Linked DNA regions of Ovis aries: region 1 is linked to region 2. The links are chromatin contacts, called in public Hi-C maps. All regions are on one chromosome and are shown on one strand. Each heading gives the region's core, a stretch centred on a gene start, on an enhancer-like site or on the middle of the called end of the contact. The rest is flanking DNA. Distances are from core to core; before and after follow the strand shown.

Region 1 (6,511 bases), core at 1,019-3,518, 130 kb before region 2:
TGTAGGCTTCTCAGCTGTCTTACCTTCTCTCCCACCTCCCCCCTTCCTCTCTTTCCTTCCATTCTTCCATAGTCATTGGCGTCTCAGGATGTCCCAGGTTTGGGCTGATGCTCTGAGATAAATTAAGTGGCTTATAATCAGGTGGGAGAGGAACAAGAGTCATGAGTTCACTTGGAATATAAGAGCAGGCACAGTCTGAACCCCTTCCCGCAAAGGCCCTCTCCGAGACTGGAGGGTTGCTGTGGAACCTTCGCCAAGGTTCTGTTCAGTTAAACTGCTCTGGGGGCTGCTCCTGTCCACACCTGGAGTTCTTCAGAGACCCAGCACAGTCTTCTCTCTGTGCTTGTCGACTGCACCTTGAATCTCAAGGTTAAGATCCAATTTCTTCAACTTCCACCAGTTTTTCCCCTTCTCCACATGATTTTTAATGGGGTCTGCTCCATTCTTCAGTATGATTTTCACGATGACTTGGGGGCCAAAGATTTTCCAGGGGAACAGGTAGCCTGCTCTATAATACAAGCTTGAGACGAAAGCTCTTTTGAAGAGCTGGCACAAATGTGGGTGAATCTCTAGGCAAATTCTGGTCGAACAGGGCCTGGAGAGGTAGTGCTAGGACCATGGTTCTGGCTCTGTAGATCACCAAGATTTTGAGTCTAGTTGGATGCATCTATTAGACAATGAGAAAAACTAGGACATCAGCACAGTGCCCTTTAGTTAAGTAATATTTGAAAGACTCTTGCACTGCAGAGATGTTTCTTAACTAGCTAACTGAAGCTAAATTTAGAAGTCAAACAAGTATTTGGACTAATGTTGGGATTTTGATACCATTGATCAAGATCATTTTCCCTGTTTCACTCTGATAAAGAGAGTGCTGGCTTTTAAAGTTCCCTGGGGGGATGATAACCTTGCAAGACAGGTGGTTTTCAGTGGTCATGCCTTCAGCCCACCTTCAATAGGCAAATATGCATACGTGCACGTCACATGCCCCCACCAACCATCCAGTGTAGTTTTTGCTGATGTACACAATATTCCCAAAGCTAAGAAAAAGGGAAGGATCATTGTCTTGGCTGATAGGAAATCCTAATAAAGTTAGAAAAAAAAATCCAAGGAGATACATGGATTGCTTATCCATCTTCCCCTTCCACCTTCCCACCAGAGCCCAATCAAATTATAGAAATGGTTAATATTTTTTAAAAAGTCAATGAGGGTGAAAGGCAGCAACTAAGCCTCAGGAAAATGTATCCAAGCTCCCAGGGAATATCTGTTGAGTGTTTGAATCCCCAGGGTGCCAAGATCTAAACAAAGCCTACAAAATTCCTCATCACCATAGGTGATGGGGGGGGAAAGATGAGATCGGAGGACGAAAGGCAGTTAAAAGTCAGCAGATAAGGCACAAAGCATTGACTCAATATAAGTAGACCACAAATCAGGTTTAACACATTTAAAAAAGCATCAGCTGGAAGGGAAATCTGTTGAGCCTGATGACTATAGCATTTTATGGAGAAAGGGAGATGGGGTGATGGGAAGACAGGGAAATAGTCTACTAGGTTTTTGAGTTTATTCAATTTTGTGACATCTTTTTCTTTATATTCATATTCAGAAACTTGTCAAACTTCGCAATTTTCTTTCTCTCTGGGATCCTTGTTTTGTTTCTCTCATGCCTGAGGGACAGTGACTTTGGAGACACCTGGTTTGAATTTAAGTCTTGACTTTGGCACTTACTAGCTTTGTGACCTTGGGCAAATTAATGAACCTTGTTTTGCGTTCAGTTTTTCTTCTAATAAAACTGGAATGATATTCCTAATCTCATAAGATTGTTACGAGTGTGAACTGAGCCAAATGCTTGCTCCTTGTTGGCACCTACAGGTGGCGCTCAATAAATACGAAGCTCTCCTCAGAGGAACAAGTGCTATTTCTAAAGCTAAGCTCTCCACTGGCACCCTCAACAATCACCTTCTTTCCTGATTTTGTGGAGACCTTCCTTTTGTCTTTTGCATCTACAAACTTTCTCACTGTGTGAAACCCTTTCTTTTATGGAGGATTTAGTGGGTCTCTCTTTGTACTTGGAAGTTGTGGGAAAGGAACACTCAGTCAGGAAATGAGGTACCTGTGGGTTCTTTGGAAAACTGGGACCAGGAGGCAGTGAGGAAAGGACTTGGTGACTCTGGGTCCACTTGTCCAGGCAGGGGATAAGGCCACGAGGACGGGTAAGAGCCCTCTCAGTACTAAGCACATGGAGTGAAAAGCCTTGGGGCTTGCCGAAGGAGGAAGGGAAACCAACAGCCCAGGGGTCAAGCCGGGGTCAGGGGAGAGAAGCAGAAGGGGTGTGGGGATCCCAGAAGCCAGGGCCTGGGCTGGGGCAGGGCAAGAGAGACAGCGGCAGGACGTTCACACATCACAGGGCCTGCACGATGTCCACTGAGCCTTGTTGTGTATTTAAGAGGAGCCTAAAACTTCGGCTAGACCCTTTCCAACGGTGCAGCGGTGGGAGGCGCGACTGCAGAGCTAGAGGAGATCAAGCATGAAGGGAAAAGCATGGTGGATTTATTTGACGAGCTTGGCAGGGAAGACAGAACCAGCTGTAAGAGAAAAGACTGCTTCTGGTGGGCTGGGGGCATAGAGCGGTACCCAAGGAACCCTACGACAGAGGTTGAGAAGGCAGGGGAGTGGGGAAGCCCAGGGGAGGATCTGGGCCAGGGAGAGAGGGGCGGGGATGTGTGTGCAGGGCATTGATGGTGGGAAGGCCCCTGATGGAAGAACAGAGAAGGTTCTCTGAGGGAGAAGGAGTGGGTGGTATGTGGGGGTTTGTAGACTTGGATGCATTCACAGGCAGCGAGGAGCTTGCCTGGTTCTTTGGGAGGGCTTTGTCTTCCTAGGGTAAGTAGGAGGTGCGCCCATCTGTGGAACGCAGGGAGTTGGGTGTGAGAGGGGACCTTGGTGAGGGAGTGGTGAAGGCTGGGAACAGCCGCGGTAGAGGGTAGGGCAGGGCCTGAGTGTGACTCTGTCAAGCAGTGCTCAGCAGCACAGAGGTAGGAGGCACCCCAGTGGCGGAGGAGAATGTTTGGACCGATCCAAGGTTGGGAATAGGGCAAGGTGGGGTTGAGGGGCGAGGACGCAAGGGCGTCTGAAGGGGACGGGAGAGGCTTTTCCCTGTGTGCGTCTTCACGGTGGGTTCTTCCAGAACTGGAAGAGAAGCTATGAAGAGGGACTGGCTGGGAGGAGGCAGGGAGAGAAGGCGCAGGCAGGGAGCCGCCCTATCCATGAGGCTGAAGAGCTGGTATCAGCCCCCCACCCCCAACCCGCCTCCCCGCCCCAGCTCCCCCAAATCCCTTTTGACAGTGGAGGTAAGGGGCACGTGTCGAACAGTCAGACACGCATTCTTCCCCTGACTTTTAGGGTTCTGAGTCCCTTTGTCTTTCTTCTCTTCCTTTTACGACGTTGAGTAGATTTTTTTTTAAAAGATCACCCTAACAATTACAAGGAGTTTTAGGGACCATACATAGCTGACAGTTCTCCCCTCTACCTTAAATCTTGGCTTCTTGCCCAAGTGGGCAGGTCCAAGTTTTGGTTTTGCTGATGGTAACTGGGGCAATGGAAAGGGTTGGCTTCAAGTAGAAGCAGGGAGCCAGAGGTCCGTCCCTCATCCACCATGGGGACCTGTTGCTTGCCCCCCACCTCCCTTCCCCAGGACTGTGGTTCATAGCTGGATCCTCAGTTTCTGCACCTCTTTCAGGAATCTTCTGTTCTCTATGAGCAGTCACAGCGGAGACAGGATACATTCTTGTGAACATTTCCCTCTTGAGCCTTTTGCTCTTTTCTTAAAGCTTGTAAATTGGAAATGCCAAGGAGCTATAAATGAATTCTGAATTTGGGCCAAACGGAATCCACACACTCTAGACTGTATGGAGCTTCTCTGATTCCTCCATGAGTGACTTCCCCTTTCCAGATCTGGTAGAATATTCCTTCAACTGGAAGTTGGACTTGGACAAGTCACTGTGGGCCTCAGGGTCATCTGTGGATTTGAACGTCTGGGTCTCTTCTACCCTTGGTGCACTGTGGGTATGGGGACATCTGAGAACACCTGTACACTCTTATTACCCATTTTATTATGTAAATGGAAATGGTGCAGAAATGGGCATCTTTGATAGACTCAGAGAAAGTGCAGGTGCGAATGATTCGTTGGGAAGGAAGTCAGTGTATCCTTCCCAGGGTACTTAATTCATGTACTTCCTGTATGTCACAAAACACTGGAAATTAGGACGGAAGGAGCCTCCTTACCATAACCTATACAGTTAGTCTGTCTTGTAGTTCATTTGTTTGTCCAATTGCATTTCTAGTGTTGAATGAAGAAAGAGCCTCATCACTGGTTTCCTAAAGCCGTCAACAGGCATCAGTCACGGAGGCAACAGCAACATGACTCCCTTTTCTTCCTGAAAATCCTTCCCATTTTGGATTCCAAGAGGAGGTAGTTAAGAAAATCAGGAGCTCTGTGTCAGACCTGCTCTGGCTCCATTTCTGGAGCTGGCTTGGTGCCTCCTTCTCTTTCTGGGTCAGTGGAGAGTGTGCTGGGCCCCCCTCTTGGGCCCCATTAGCTCCTGGAGGGGCCGTGGCTATGTGCTGTCTCCCTCACGCCCTGTCTCCCTCACGTCGTCCTGCCATATTTGGCTGAATGTTCAGAGCACACAGACACTGGACTTCCTCCCTGATATTCCCTGGTCAGGGGTAAACCCTTTACCCCAGATTAAGTTTTGCTTATCTTGGGTCATCAGGCTAGGTTGGTTTCAGTGAATTATCTCAGCCAGTGGAATGCAGAAGATGGTTAGAAAGGCCTGGGTCCCAAAGTATGGACTGTGAGCCAGTCATATCATGAGCATCATGTGAGAACTTGTTAGAAATTCTAGGTCCCAAGACCAGACCTAAGGATCTGTGTTTTACCAAGATCTCCAGGTGATTCAGACACCCAGTAAAGACTGAAAAGCACTTGTTGAGGCGGCATGTTAAGAGAAGCCGACTGGCTCAAGTACTATCTTACCTTTCACTCTGAGGGTTAAACTATCTCAGAGGCTGCTTGGCTTTTTAGGTTTTTTCATTCAGAAAATGAAAGTATTAGTTGCTCAGTTGTGTCTGACTCTGTGACCCCCATGAACTATAGCCCGCCAGACTCCTCTGATGGGATTCCCCAGGCAAGAATACTGGAGTGGGTTGCCATTTCCCTCGCCAGGGAATCTTCTGGACCCAGGGATTGAACCTGAGTTTCCCTCATTGCAGGAGGATCCTTTACCAGCGAGGGAGACAAATGGAGGCCCTTTAGGAGTCTGTTGAAGGCCCAGGGGATGTTGGAAGTTTTATACCTGTTGGAGGTTCTAGCATTATGGCAATTTGTCCCCTCTGCTTGGCACACCAGTCTGTTATGCTGCTGCTAATCTCTTGTGAGCTTAGGGCGGCACTGTATTCCAAGACGAGAAAACCACGTGGTAGGTAGAAAAGGGAAAAATATGACAGCCATCTTCTGTTCTAAGACTTGGAGGCAAGATGAAGCCCAATAATGGTCATTACCAGTGGGTCGGTCATTACCTGCTGTGGCTTTGTAAGTCCTGTAAGTTTTGGCAGCTCCATTGTGAACAGTAGTGGAAGGGGAGGCTTTGAGAGAAATCACTGTGTTTTGTGGCGTTCTGGCTGCTGGCAGGACATTGCCTGTCTGTGGTCTCCTGCTGAGGGCCTGGGTGAGTGATGCCTGGTGTGGAAACGGGCTGCCTTTCACCAGGAAGGCTTCTCTTCTGCACTGCAGAGCAGTGTGGCGAGATGCATTCGTTGCAACTGCTGATATGATTTGGGAGTTGAGGAAATAGGGGATTCATCATCTAAATGAAATATACATCTCTTTGGCAGCCATAAACTTAGATAGTTCTTGTAGGTGACTAAGTGTTTGGGGAAGCCTGTGAGAACACACAGAAAGCTTGGATCAAACGTTTTAGAACTATTTATCTTTTGTCCTTTTATGTAGGCATCCATCACTTTCCATCCCACTCGAGCTAGATGAGTTGAATCACTTGCGGAAATGCCTGGATTCTTTCTCTCTCAGAGAGACACCCTAAAAAATTACCTACATTGGCAAGTAGTGGAGGACTGGTAACCACTTTAAATCAACCACGGGCTTCTTTTGACCCTTGCTATGATGAGATAGCTTAGAAAGAGAAATGAAAAGGACTCAGGAATCTCCTCTAATTGAAACTGTAATCCTTCGGTCTTCACCCAAATTTCTATGCAATTAAAAAAAAAAACAACACAATTCCTTATTAGTTTAAAAATACACGCTAAATATTATTAAACTTGAAGGGTATTAAGGGAAAGAAAAGCAACAAAAAATCACCTGAAGTCAGCTTCATGCAAAGAAAACCAAATATTTTGGTTTATAGTTTCTCTGCCTCTCAGACTTACATACAAACATATAAGCGCAGAATACTAAGTGCAGTATTTATGCAGCTTTAACAAAACTGCTGCCATACCGTCC
Region 2 (6,496 bases), core at 828-3,327:
TAATTTTGAAAAGGATTCTTTTAGGAGGATGTTTACAAGTTCAATTACATTTCCAAGAAGGATCGATGAAATTCTGGGAACCAAAGTTAATATTTTTCATAGCATCGGCAAGTCTAGTCACTGCAGAGTGAGGTTTCTTGATTATATTTGATTTTGCAATTAATTGAGCACACATTTCATAGATAATGACGTTTATAATTTATTCTAAAGCTTGCCCTGAGTGACGGCATGGAGGCTTCTCCAGCCTATTCTTTTATTGACTTGCTTTTTGAACACCTAATTGTAACATTATGCGAGGAATCATGATCTATTTTTAAATGTGTAAAAATCTGCTGTGCTTCATAAACAGCTTATGAAAATTGTAGGCAGAGGAAAAGTAAATTATAGGCCATAATATGTTTAATGATATGCAAATACTGTTAAACTAGAACATGATTGTATTACTATTCTTTGGGGAAGAACAGACTTAAACAATTCAAAATAGCAGATGTAAGTTTTTAGTGCTGAGATCTAACAATAATAAATTAGAAATGGAAAGTCACACATATACTGAATTACATCTTGACTTTCATAGATTTTCATTTCATCACCAAAGACAAAACTGCAAGCGGCTCCCAGCTCCTATTTTGTGTTTCTCTTCACGTGAAAGGTGGCCAGGATTTTCTTCAGTGGGTAAGATAACTAAATTAGAACAACTCATCAATGTTACTGCCACAATCATGCAGAAATTATGCAATTCAGTCTGTGTTCTCTCACGTGTAAACTGACCAATTTAACCAGCTTGGAAAAAAAAAAAAACAAAAAACCCCAAACTAGAATCACATAGGGAATTTGGTCTGGTCTTTGTTGTTAAATTGTGACCGACTTTTTGTGACCCCAGGGACATTAGTCCTCCAGGCTCCACTGTCCATGGAGTTTTCCAGGCAAGAATACTGGAGTGGGTTGCCATTTCCTTTTCCAGGGAATCTTCCTGACCCAGGGATCGAACCCAGGTCTTTGTAGGAGGTCTGTTTACCAACTAAGCCACCACGGACACCCAAACTAAGTAAAACTATCTAATAGTTACCGAGCTCTCTAGAAAGCAAAGAAATAAAGAATACAAACTGAATTTCAGCACTTGCCCCCACTCACTTCCAATTCATAGGGAATCTTGCTTGTTTCTTGGTTGTAAAAATATGCTAAGCTCCTCTCAGCTTTTGGGGAGTGGCAGCTGTGAGCTACGAGGTCCTGAATAGAACACGATCACCACCTGCTGGCTACAGACAGGGATGCTATGTGAATTTTCTTGGCCAGCAACAAGTGATGTCAGAAAAGGATCTTGGAAAAAGAAGAGGAATCTTAACTTCCACATCACTTTTCCTTCACCTGCGCTTGACCCTGTGTTGCCTTTGTCAGCTTATTCCTGCACAAAGGGGCGTTCACCTAGTGCAACTGAAAAACAACCTGTCGCTCCATCAGTACCGGCATGAAATGCCAAAGAATAAAAGAAAAAAAAATTAACTTGAATCAGGTATTTACACTGTGAATGGAGAATAAAACTGGACACCCCTGCTTTCTTTTAAACTGACCTTCTATTATTTCCCCCCAAAGGTTGCCTGCTCAGGACATGGCAAATAAAATCTCCCAGTCAGAACTGGATATTTTCAGAATAGCAGAGCAATGGAAACAACGCGAATATGCGTTTGCTTACCATGGCCTCCTTGGCAGCCACTTTGGGTTGAAGGAAAAAGATGGGAGGAGGGAAGAGGAGGGAAGACTCTTCGCGATGTCTCCCCACTGCTGATTCAGTAAACAAGGAAGTAAAACACCCACATGCGCGTTATTTCAGGAGGCAAAGAGGCCGCATGTGTTCTCCTTGTTGTGGTTGCTGTCCAGTCGCTAAGCTGTGTCTGACTCTTTGTGATCCCACGGATTGCAGCACGCTAGACCTCTTCCAAAACAGTATAAAAATAGAGGGAAAGGTCCCAGGGAATTTTTGCCCATTTGTTTTTGCGAGGTGATGTGGGTTGCTTGTGTGTGTCTATGAATATGTATTATTTATGTGCTGTTGTGTCCATTGTGGGAACAGACTTCTGATTCACGGCAGGGTCACCTGATGAACTAGACAAAGAGGCCTCTTATCACAAAGACCTTCCTGGGTCAGGGTGTTATAATAGCTGCTGTGTTTCCATAGCAACCTGTGGATGGGTTTCACCAGAAAAGAGCAGAAGCCCCATGCATGAATGACCGATGACAGCGATAACTGGGAAAACAGAAGCCCAGGATAAGAGAAACATGTTGTAAAATGAAATGCCTACATGCTGCGTATTACAAATTCCATTTTAAAATAGGTACTTTCTAATTAAAAGTGGATAAAGTCAAGAGAAGTAATTGGCAAATGATTGCCTATTTGATCATGACACGAGAGACTAGAAATATGGTATCTTGGGGAGAAGGTCTTGCTTAAATTGGGAAAAGGGAATAAATCAGGTTGGAAAGGGAGATTTTCTCAGGATGCTCCTGGGGAGGTGACGGTATGTAATTTGAACAAAATGGGGTGGTTATTTTTTTATGTCTTTTAACTTGTTCTTCACCTGTGGTGGCTTAGATGGTAAAGCATCTACCTGTAATGCAGGGGATCCAGGTTCGATCCTGGGTCAAGAAGATCCCCTGGAGAAGGGAATGGCTACCCACTCCAGTATAGGAGGAGCCTGGCGGGCTACAGTCCGTGGGGTCACAAAGAGTCAGCCACGATTGAGCGACTAGCACTCAGACATCACCTGTGAAGCTTCCCCCAGACGAGGTAGGGAAAAAATGGAGATTTAAAAAACCTGTTCTCAGTCTCTTTACTAGCCTATCCTAGATGTCTAATTGAGTTCATTCAAATAAAAAAAAATTTTTTTTAAAGGAAACAAAAATAAAAAGTTTAAGCCAAGTAAAACTGGACTCTGCCTCTCTGTTACGGTGATGACCATAGCTGTAAATTCCTGGAAGCAGGCTCTGTTGAGAGTGTGGAACCAACAGCAAAGCTCCTTCGGTTATCATAATGCACTTGTTGAAACATCTAGAGGAAGTAACCACAGCCACGGGACCCAGCCCTTACCAGCTCACGTTGCTATATTCCTACCCCTAGGGTCCCTCCAGGGACTATCAGTCACTTGATTCAGGTCAGTTCAGTTCAGTTGCTCAGTCGTGTCCGATTCTTGCAACCTGTGGACTGCAGCACTCCAGGCTTCCCTGTCCATCACCAACTGCTGACGCTTGCTTGAACTCATCAAGTTTGTGATGCCATCCAACCATCTCATCCTCTGTCGTCCCCTTCTCCTCCTGCTTTCAATCTTTCCCAGCACAGAATCTTTTCCATTGAGTCAGTTCTTCACATCCAGTGGCCAAAATATTGGAGTTTCAGCTTCAGCATCAGTCCTGCCAATGAATGTTCAGGACTGATTCCCTTTAGGATGGACTGGTTGGATCTCCTTGCAGTCCAAGGGACTCTCAAGAGTCTTCTCCAACACCACAGTTGGAAAGCATCAATTCTTTGGTGCTCAGCTTTCTTTAAGGTCAAACCCTCACATCCATACATGACTACTGGAAAAACCATAGTCTTGACTAGATGGACCTTTGTTGACAAAGTAATATCTCTGCTTTCTAATACGCTGTCTAGGTTGATCATAGCTTTTCTTCCAAGGAGCAAGCATCTTTTAATTTCATGGCTGCAGACACCATCTGAAGTGATTTTGGAGCCCAAGAAAGTAAAGTCTATCACTTTCCATTGTTGGGTATTCCATCACTTGGGTAGATATCCGCTAATCCTGATGAAGATGGGAATGAAAGTGAAAGTGAAAGTCGCTCAGTCGTGTCCGACTCTTTGCAACCCCAGGGACTATACAATCCATGGAATTCTCCAGGCCAGAATACTGGAGTGGGTAGCCTTTCCTTTCTCCAGGGGACCTTCCCAACCTAGAGATTGAACCCAGAGCTCCCGCAGGGCAGGTGGATTCTTTACCAGCTGAACCACAAGATACCTAGAGGACTTTGCCCTAAGTCATATGAGCATCTTCCTAACATGTGTTCTCCATGGTTGGCCCCGATCAAAGGTTTTGACAGCCTGATTTACTTTGGAACTTATCTCATAACATGTTAAATTAGTGATTTTGTTGTTAATCATGAAGTAGAACATTCTAAGGGGGCCACAAATTTTTATTTGCCATGTCTTTTGATATAACCAATTGAGGTCAATTTCTAATCAGTTCTCTTTAACAGATCAGCTTAATTACTATCTGTATGATTTATTTCCAAAGGTATTGATTCATGAAATACCTCTTGTTTTCTCCTTATTCTGGTCTAAATCCAATGACTATCCTGAACTACTCTCCATGTGTATACGCCTTTTGCATCCCTAAAGAAAGATATGGTAGATATAGAGGGAGGGGATATACGTATATCCGATTCACATTGTTCTTCAGCAGGAACTAACACCACATTGTAAAGCAATTATCCTCTAATTAAAAAATGCTATGATAAGCCATAATGAAAAAGGATATTTGAAAAATAGTGTGTATATATTTACAAGTATAACAGAATCACTTTGCTGTACAATAGGAATTCATAACATTGCAAACCAACTATACTTCAATAAAAATAACAAGAAAAGGAAATGGTATGTTTTTTTAAAAAACACAAAGGAGGAAAAGCAACTGAAGTGAATTTGGGATTCTAGGGCGTTAAGACAGGACTCTGGATAGCAAGGAGATCAAACCAATCAATCCTAAGGGAAATCAAGCCTGAATATTCATTGGAAGGACTTATGCTGAAGCTGAAGCTACAATACTTTGGCCGTTTGATGTGAAGAGTCAACTCATTGGAAAAGACCCTGATGCTGGGAAAGATTGAATGCAGGGGGAGAAGGGGATGACAGAGGATGAGATGGTTGGATGGCATCACCGACTCAATGGACATGAGTTTGAGCAAGCTCCGGAGGACAGTGAAGGACAGGGAAGCCTGGAATGCTGCAATCCATGGGGTCACAGAGTCTGACATGATTTAGCAACTGAATTACAGCTGCTTCCAAGGAACTATGTGATCTTGGACAAGAATCTATGTTGAGTTTCCAAACGTGGGCAAGATTTCCCTGATCTTTTACTTTAACACATATTCAATGCACCGGCTGCTAGTAATTTATCAACAATGAATGAAGCAGCCCAAAGTCTTTTAGTTACTCTTCATTTCACTGACATATCTTTGACCTGTAAGCATACATAAATGTACCTCAGGGTGGCCAGAAACAATCTGCTAATTTTCCAGAAACTTTCTGATCAGAAAAGTGCAAAGATCAGAGAAAGCACCTGGGGCCTCAAAGCAAGGTGGTTTTCTCTTGTGCACCCAAATGGTCATGGACAGCTTTAACAGAAGATGGAGTCAGTTTGGGCACTAACTGGTTTTTTTCAGTGTATATCTAGAAGTTAATTATTAGTCTTTTTTGTTATTGGATTTTTTTTTTTTCCTAATGTGACGACACAAATGATACCAAGATATTTGCTAGCTGATCAATTTTGGGTACTAGAAGAAACAGATAAGACAAAGAAGGAAGAGGGAAGAACAGGATTAGAAAATGTTTAAAATTCTTAAAAAACGCTTCAGTTAAGAAGAAATTTTGAAAGAGCCAAACTTTTTTAAAATGATGATTTTTAAAGGTAAAAAGTTCTCTGAGCAGCTGAAGGAAATTTTACAAAGCTCATGTCCTTCATATCGCAGATGAGGCCTTCAGACTCTCACTCAGAGACAATTTACTTTTATAAAGAGCTCTTACAAGCTGGTGACTTAGTGACTGTATAAGGTTCAAAAAGCTTATTAGATCATTTCTCTTGTAACCTCACTACTTAGCACAAAGCCTGGTACATAGAGTGGGCTCAATAAATATTCGTTAACTAAGGAGACAGATAGGAGCAGTGTTTAGTAGTTGTTGTTGGAGGCAGGTCCATATGATTGGGAGGAGTGATGGTCTGAAATCCATAGGAGTGGGAAAGTCACCATGACCGTACACCACGGTTACCACTTTGAAAACTCACAGTCCAGTACCGCCTATAACTGCCATGGACAGTAATGACCCCAAGTCATTAGGAAAACATTCAGTTTTATTTAATTCTCATTTAATAAAAGTCAGGGAGCTATACAACCTTTAAAAAAATATTTCCATTAGGATTAACATTGTCCCTCAATGGGAACACACGTTTAGGTTTCCTTTGCAAAATATAATCTCGATGGCATAATATCACGTATCTTTAAAAAACATATACCTTGGTTCTTTCTATTCCAGCATGTCTAATTCTATAGTATCTCTGGCAGATACAGAAAGTACGCTTTTTCTTTGTCTTTTTGGTTTATTAAGCCTCCCAGTAAAGAACTTTAATATATTCCACATATCTGATCTTCCTGTCTCAGTTATGAAGCAGTACAGGATTGGATCAGCAACACAGTTTAAACTTGTTAATGCAACTGTGATTCTATAGATCTTATA

What was found. A called contact is a pair of places that touch in the nucleus more often than the background predicts.
Region 1: a Hi-C map of liver shows a contact between it and region 2, with 7 times the contacts expected there. The contact joins two enhancer-like sites. A contact is called at or near these places in 5 of 16 Hi-C or Micro-C datasets (hypothalamus, liver, muscle and 2 more).

Annotation. Positions count from the first base shown.
Region 1 is chr7:97,951,833-97,958,343 of ARS-UI_Ramb_v3.0, reverse strand. No RefSeq gene overlaps it. Among named protein-coding and RNA genes, the nearest start is that of GPR65, 140 kb to the right of the region's middle. Within about 2 kb of position 2,268, at least 2 of the 54 cell types and tissues checked have an H3K27ac peak or open chromatin away from gene starts, as enhancers often do. A contact at or near this core is called in liver, where this site is marked.
Region 2 is chr7:97,821,727-97,828,222 of ARS-UI_Ramb_v3.0, reverse strand. GPR65 (G protein-coupled receptor 65) reads right to left here. Exons shown (of 2, transcript XM_004010830.5): 2 at 6,096-6,496. The coding sequence ends at 6,287. Among named protein-coding and RNA genes, the nearest start is that of GPR65, 12 kb to the right of the region's middle. Within about 2 kb of position 2,077, at least 7 of the 54 cell types and tissues checked have an H3K27ac peak or open chromatin away from gene starts, as enhancers often do. A contact at or near this core is called in liver, where this site is marked.